Linked DNA regions of Mus musculus: region 1 is linked to region 2. A link is a contact called in public Micro-C data. All regions are on one chromosome and are shown on one strand. Each heading gives the region's core, a stretch centred on a gene start, on an enhancer-like site or on the middle of the called end of the contact. The rest is flanking DNA. Distances are from core to core; before and after follow the strand shown. Region 1 has its middle 37 kb from the start of 2410003I16Rik. Region 2 overlaps Dop1b (DOP1 leucine zipper like protein B).

Region 1 (3,860 bases), core at 1,162-3,661, 200 kb after region 2:
CACTATACACACATTATACATACACACCATACACACACATCACACACACATCTCACACACATACCATACACAAGTACACCATACATACACACCATATACATACACACCATATACACATACACCATGCACACACATCACTCATATACACTCACACATATCACACACATTATAATACATATCATATCCCCACATCACGAACACACACACACACATTATAATACATATCATATCCCCACATCACAAACACACACACACACAATACTTAAAGACACATCATACACATATACACATCATATACACACATATCACACACCACACCATATATACATACATAAACATCATATATACACACATATCATATACACACATCACACACACTATACATATATGCACATTACATACACATCACACATCTCATACACACACACACACACACACACACACACACACACACACACCTCTTCCCACCTTGAGATGAGGTAAAACTGAGCTAACATGGCTGAAAGTGGGCTCTGAAAAGCAGAAGGTCACCCAGCTCTGTCACCTCCTTCCTCATGTTTTTCTAAGTTTTGGGTCAGTTCCTATAATGGGTAGCAGCATGGGATGCTGAGGGCTATCCACTTTTTACTAGGTGAGGAAACTGAATTACCCAATTACTGAATTTCCCACACCTGCAGCCAGGGTCCTCTGTCAGCTAGGTTTTCATTTGGGGACCCAGAGAGTGACACTCGAGATCTTAGGAGTCCTGTAAGCTCTTGGCTCCCCTAAGCCCGGGTTTCCATTTACCAGAGAGCTGGCAGGGATGCCATGCAGGAATCAGGAGGCTCACCCTGCACCTTCACCAGGTCCTCAGTCTGCTCTTGCCTAGCCTTTCCTAAGGTGGACATTTCTGGGGACAGTCTCTGCATCAGAGACCCAAGTCTGAGCTGACAGGGACCCCCACCCTGTGAACGGAGCCTCTCGGACGTCTCCAACTCTCCCACAGCGTGGATTCTGGGTGTCCTTGACGTTTTTCCTCTGCGATCCCCCTGTTACACACACCCCCCCGAGGGTCTCCAGAGGGAAACCTCTCTTGGGCTAAACAGTGAATTTGAGGCTAAGGAGAATTCAAACTTTCCTGCTCCGGCCACAGGCAGGCAGTCCCTCCCTAAAGCAAACCACACTCTCGCAAGCCCACTGAGCCTAAAAGAGATGTCTCCGTGTTTTACTCTATGTGTACTTCAGCATGAATCTTACTCCTTCCTTGAGGCAGGACTGCAAATCAACTTTATATGGGCTGGGACAGCTGGGAGAGATAGGCAGAGATCTGATTGATAAACGGTGACAGGAGCCCAACTGTAAGGACCAGCCAGAGCAGCGATTAGCCCAGTAGGTTTACTAATCACTGAAAGGAACGCAGTTACAAACCCACAATGCCCTGGCCACTTCGGTGGGTGCCAGTTGCCTTTGCTTGCTAAAGGGACTGTAAATACAGGTCGGCGCCGTGGTGTTTGTGGGTAGACACAGAACGGCTTGCAGGGCTCTTGGTAATTGAAAACTATTGGGTCTTCAGCTCTGGACCAGAGCAGGGGACTCTGGTGGGGGTGGGGGCGGGGGCTGGGATAGGGGCATTACAGACAGAAACCCACAGAGAGAGATAGAGGAAGGGGGAGAAGAGGGAGGCTGGAAGGGGCCGGGGAGGGAGAGAAGGGGGTATGGGTAGAGGAAGGGGAGGGGCTGTGGGCGGAGAGAGGAAGGGGAGGAGTTTCTTTGTTCCTCCACTTAAGTCAGTGGTGTCCTCATGAGTTCTAGCAAGAGTGCTTTTGTTTGTGGATTTTTTGTTGTTGTTTGTTTGTTTTCGAAACAGGGTTTCTTTGTGCAGTCCTGGCTGTCCTGGAACTCCCTCTGTAGACCAGGCTGGCCTCGAACTCAGAAATCTGCCTGCCTCCACCTCACAAGTGCTGGGATTAAAGGTGTGTGTTACCACTGCCCGGCTGCAGGAGTGTTTTTAAAGAGTTTTGGAATCTCAGGTGTGAGCGAGCCGCAGTAAGGGTCTGAGTTGGGTTTGGTTTGGTCTTTTGGGGGGTTACTAGTTAAAGACCATCCTTCACATACATCATCAGGCGTGTGTCCAGACACTGGAGTCCATCCTTGCAACGTTTTTTGAAGACAAGGACTCCCCTCGCCCCTGCAGAAGATCACAGACGACCATCAAAGGACCTCCCAGTATCTCAGTGCTCAGCAAAAGGAGTTTGCTCTCTCTGGATCGGCATCTTGTGCGTCCACTTCCTCAGGTGCCTGAGCTCTGAGGATCTGAACGGTTGAAGACTCATTTCTTCCTTATTGAAATACTTGGCAGGGGGGAGGGTGTCCCTTTCCACAGCCCCTAGTATAACTTCTATGTCAAAAGGAAGTTCCATATTAAAGTCCAGGACTCTGTGGTACGTTTTAACTGAAATAAGCTGATAACGACCCCCCCCCCCACCGCCATACACACACTCTGATGTGTTTATAAAAAGATAAAGAGAGAAGGATGTGTGGTGAGGTATGGGAGAAGGGATGCCTCGGTGGGCCCATGCTGAGGCATCCCTTCTCCCGGAGGGACCAGCCACACGATTGTATAGTGTAGAATAGTTTATTCAGGGCATGGGGAAGGAAGTTAAGAGGGTAGTAGAAGCAGAAAGAGAGAGAGAGAGAGAGAGAGAGAGAGAGAGAGAGAGAGAGAGAGAGAGAGGAAGAAGAAGGAGGAGGAGGAGGGGGAGGGGGAGAGAGGAGAGGTGGCCGGCCATGAGCACGTGGAGAGAGAGCGGGAAGAGAATGGGGAGAGAGGAGGGAAGGGAAAAAGCAAGGGAGCAAGAGAGAAACAAGAGAGGGCAAGAGAGCAAGGAGCGGGCAAGCAGCCCCTTTCATAGTAGGTCAGGCCTACCTGGCTGTTGCTGTGGGGCGGAGCATACCTGGCTGTTGCCAAGTAACTGTGGGGTGGAGCTTAGACAGAATGCTAACACACAGCCACCTAGTTAAAATGCTCATGATCTGGAATCTGTAGTGTTAAAAACCAGGATTAGGATTGCTTGTGCTGAAACAGCCCCGGAGGCCCACTGAGGCTGGGTGAGGGGCATGCCTGTTTTGGAACATGGACCTCATCAAGAAAGGATGGTCTTCCCACGTGGTCTTCAGACCCTCCGTAAGCATGAGTCGAGTCAGTGGGCTGATCCCACGCAGGGTCCTCTGGACAGCTTCGTCCAGGAAACAGATTGCAGCCTGGGACTTTGTAACACTTCCGAGGTCGTGGACTCTCAGACTACTCTGGTTCATTCTGGGATTGAAGCGGATCTTAGGGAGCCTGCATGAGGCAGGACGTCACCTCTGCACTCTGCTGAGCTACTTTTCCTGAACAGCGCGCCGAATACTCAGTGCCATTTAAGGAAATCGATTCCGTGGTCCCGTTCCAGAGACTGATTCAACAAGTGCAGATTCTAGGCACCAGGGCAATTGCCCATATAATTTCCTCCAGGGCTTATAGCTGTGGGCTTAAATTATTTATTATTTAGTGTATATGGGTATTTTTGCCTGCAGATGTGTTTGTGTACATGCGCATGCAGTGCCTGCGGAAGCCAGAAGAGGGCGTTGAATCTTCCTGGGACAGTAGTTACAGGCTGTTGTGCGCTGCCGCGTGGTGCCAAGGATTGAATTCTGGTCCTTTGCAGATACAGCGCATGCTCCTAACCTGCGAGTCTTTGCTCTGGCCCCTTGTTTATTTATCGTCATAAGTCATGGTGCTTCTAAGTAAATACATTCTGTCTTGAGGCTGACTGGAGGAATCTCCGGTTCAAATCCATCCTGAGCAGAAAGGTTCACAGCACATCCTGTTCACTTCCAGT
Region 2 (3,697 bases), core at 384-2,883:
GCTGCGGTTGCCACCGTGTGGAACAGAAAGCAGGCACGGCGCCACAGCAAGACCAAGGTAGGATGAAGACGGAGAGGGCTGGCTACATGGGCTCAGTGCATGCGGTGCCTGCTGATCCCCACAGACTGTCCTCTAACCTCTGCACCCACACTCACAAGATAAAAAAATGGAAGAAGAAAGATAGAGGATAAATGTGAGGACAGGAAGCATCAACCTTGGGCCTCCACACCCATGCACACACTCACACCCACGCACACACTCACACAGACATGGAAGTACCTCCATGCACACCACGATCACATCAGACTTCCTTCTCGGGGGACAGCCACCGTGGAAGGCTATGTGTGTGCTGTCTTGCTTTTACCTTCTCCTGTCAGCCTTCAAGGAACTCTCTTCTTCTGGGCAGATGGTCCCCGTGGCAAACACGTCCCAGCACACCCTTGTCGACCTGGTCTGTGCTCTCAGCACCCTGCAGACAGACTCAGTGCTGCAGCTGGTGAAGGAGGTGGTGAAGAGGCCAGCGCAGATCAAAGGGGATGAGGTAAGGCGCCCTGGGGAGGGAAATATACCCTGGGGGATCCGCAGGCAGGTGCGTGGCAGGTGCGTGGCAGGCCTCCTTCCTGGTGCTTCTTCCAGGAAGAAGTGACCTGGTGGGAAAGAGAGAATTCTTTGGGTTGTAAGGAAGCCCTGTCGCTGTGTGTTCAGACTTTGGGCACTGCTGTTTCTTAGTGGGAGCTACCTGAGGTCAGCTTGCCTGTCCCTGATGGCTCACATCCTGCCTGATGCTCAACTCTTAGCACCTTCTAGAAAAAGGAAATGGCACCTGCCTTCAGGAGCACCACAGCTGTGGAGGTGCAGAAAGTAAACAAAGCCAGGCTCTTGCAGGGGCGCAGACCTGTGGAAGTTAGCAGGCTCCAGGGCAGGGGGAGGTGCTGGGTCCAGTTCCGATTTGGTTTTGATGACCAGCGAGGAAAGTGAGAGGTCACAGAGGAGGGGGGCTGTGAGGTCAGCTCAGGGGATCAGGCCAGCTGAGCTTGCTCTCTGTGTTAATGGAAGTTAGTTAGCCTGACCTCCCCACAAAGAAATAGAGATCAGCTTCCCTGTGGTCTGACTTCAAAGGGGGTGGCCATATGTCCCCAAGGCACACACTAGGGAGCCCAGCAGTCCTCAGCCCTTGTGAGAAAGTCAGGGACGGAGCTGGGTTGGAGACCACCAGGAATGAGTGTCCATTCTGTTGGCGACCTGAGCTTTCTCTGCATGCGCTTGCTGGAGCTTCAGAAACCGTCCTAGTGACACAGCCTGACCATGGGTGACTCAGAAACCATCCTAGTGACACAGCCTGACCATGGGTGACTCAGAAACCATCCTAGTGACACAGCCTGACCATGGGTGACTCAGAAACCATCCTAGTGACACAGCCTGACCATGGGTGACTCAGAAACCATCCTAGTGACACAGCCTGACCATGGGTGACTCAGAAACCATCCTAGTGACACAGCCTGACCATGGGTGACTCAGAAACCATCCTAGTGACACAGCCTGACCATGGGTGACTCAGAAACCATCCTAGTGACACAGCGTGACTGTTGGTGACTCAGAAACCATTCTAGTGACACAGCCTGCCCATGGGTGACTCAGAAACCATTCTAGTGACACAGCCTGACCATGGGTGACTCAGAAACTATCCTAGTGACACAGCCTGACCATTGGTGACTCAGGTTTCCTGTGTGTGAGAGAGAGGGGCTACAAGAGACTGCTGTGCTGACGGCCTAGCTCTTGCAGCACGAAGTCAGCAGTTGGCCACAGCGTGTTAAAAACAGTCAGAAGCCAGGCATAGTGGCGCACGCCTTTAATCCCAGCACTCGGAAGGCAGAGGCAGGCGGATTTCTGAGTTCGAGGCCAGCCTGGTCTACAAAGTGAGTTCCAGGACAGCCAGGACTGCACAGAGAAACCCTGTCTGGAAAAACCAAACAAAAAACAACAACAAAAAAAAAAAAAAACAGTCAGAAGACACAACTTATCCAGACCATCAGGGAAGGAAGAGATGGATTGCATGGACTGAAGCCAACAGCTTTAAAGTACAGCTGTCAATCTGCTCTGCTTGGAAGGAAACAAAGTAGTTTGTCTGGGCCAAATTTGAGTGACCATGGTCTGAGAAGACAAAGTGAAGTTATCCTGAGGTCCCACTGTGAAAAGGTTCCATGGTTGTATAGTTACAGGACAGAGGGAAGTCATGAAGCCATGTATTTACAGATTCAAAGGAGCTAGGGCTTGTCTGCTCCAGTTCAGATGTCATCTGTATGGAATTGCCAGCTGTGGGGCCGGAGACTTGAGTTCAAGGCTGGTGGGTCAGATCCAGCGGCTGACTTACTTACCTGCCTGTTATAGGAGCTAAAGCGAGCTCCAGGTGACGGCCTCCTTCTCAGCCTCTGTCCCTCCCTCTGAGGTGAGTCTTTAGTTCTCAGGGGCAGGAGCATGGAGTGGCAGGATTGAACTAGGGAACTCATGACAGGTCTGGCAAGATTCCACCTCACCATCTAAGAGTCCTTATCAAGACCACCTTTAGTCATGCACACGAACTGTACACATATGGACTGCACACACATGGACTACACATATATGAACTCAGAGTCACAGTAAAGAGACTTGAGAGGCGATTAGAGAATCAGCCTTGAGGCACAAGGTCCAAGGACACAGACAGCTCCCTTCCACATTTGTTGGAGCTCTGTTGGTTGATTGTCAACCTTCACCTGTCGCTGTACCTAGACCTTAAAGTAGGCGGGCCAGGAAGTGGGACTAGGAAATAGCCCTTCCTGGGGGCCCTTGTCAGGCTAGCTCTACTTCCTTAGATGCCAGGGCTGCGCCCTGGAGACAGCACATGCACAGTACAACCAGTGGGCCTCTTTAGGTTGTGTTTTTCAAGTTACTAGAAAGTCCATAGAAAGCTGTAACTTCTTATTTAGAGGGTGTGAAAAGGGAACCAGATTCTATCCATCTGATTGAAGATTGGTATTTCTCTGGTTATTTTAGTTGAACTTCTATAAATAGCTTCCTAAGAGGAAAAGTTTATTTGGGTGTTTTTTTGTTTTTTTTTTTTCCTCCTGTAACTCCAGCTGGTCAGGACTTAAGGAACTCTGATCTAGGCAGGGCACGCTCCTCCACTAAGGACTAGACCCTTGTTTTGCCAAGAGGCCATTCTGTGCGCTTATGAAGATCCACATTCTTCCTGGTCCGCAAGTTGGGACCTCACAGATATGGTTGTCCAGGTATATGCTAGTGTTGCTAGTGCGTGTTTACACAAGAGTCTTTGGCTCAAACTTATGTCACGTAACCACAGTTCCTGTCAGAAGAGACAGACAACTCGAGGAAGGGAAGACATATGTATCTGCTAATGGCTTCTGAGGCTCTGTCCATTGGCAGGGCCACTCAGCCCATGGTAGCAGCAGGAGCATGTATGGAGACTGTTCATGTCACAGCAGACCAGGAAGAGACCAGGTAGGCCTATCCAGGGGCCAGGATGTGACCTCCAAAGGTCTTCCCCCAGTGTCTCACAGACACCCAAACAGCACTTCACTTTTGGGAACCAGTGTGTGTAACATGGGCCCGTGGGAGGCACTTCAGATTCAAACCTTAGCAGCTGCAGCCCTGTTGAGTTTTCTGTTGAGTTCTTTGATACTCTCCCTTCCTACCCACTTGC

The links. A called contact is a pair of places that touch in the nucleus more often than the background predicts.
Region 1: a Micro-C map of the G1E-ER4 cell line shows a contact between it and region 2, with 3 times the contacts expected there. The contact joins two enhancer-like sites. A contact is called at or near these places in 1 of 484 Hi-C or Micro-C datasets (the G1E-ER4 cell line) and 3 of 9 other capture datasets (adipose tissue, liver and pancreatic islet).

The regions. Positions count from the first base shown.
Region 1 is chr16:93,972,025-93,975,884 of GRCm38.p6, forward strand. It overlaps a transcript of Cldn14 not described here. Among named protein-coding and RNA genes, the nearest start is that of 2410003I16Rik, 37 kb to the right of the region's middle. Within about 2 kb of position 2,412, at least 68 of the 459 cell types and tissues checked have an H3K27ac peak or open chromatin away from gene starts, as enhancers often do. A contact at or near this core is called in the G1E-ER4 cell line, where this site is marked.
Region 2 is chr16:93,776,953-93,780,649 of GRCm38.p6, forward strand. It overlaps Dop1b (DOP1 leucine zipper like protein B), which reads left to right. Exons shown (of 37, transcript NM_027293.1): 22 at 1-57; 23 at 407-541. Among named protein-coding and RNA genes, the nearest start is that of 2310043M15Rik, 16 kb to the right of the region's middle. Within about 2 kb of position 1,634, at least 82 of the 459 cell types and tissues checked have an H3K27ac peak or open chromatin away from gene starts, as enhancers often do. A contact at or near this core is called in the G1E-ER4 cell line, where this site is marked.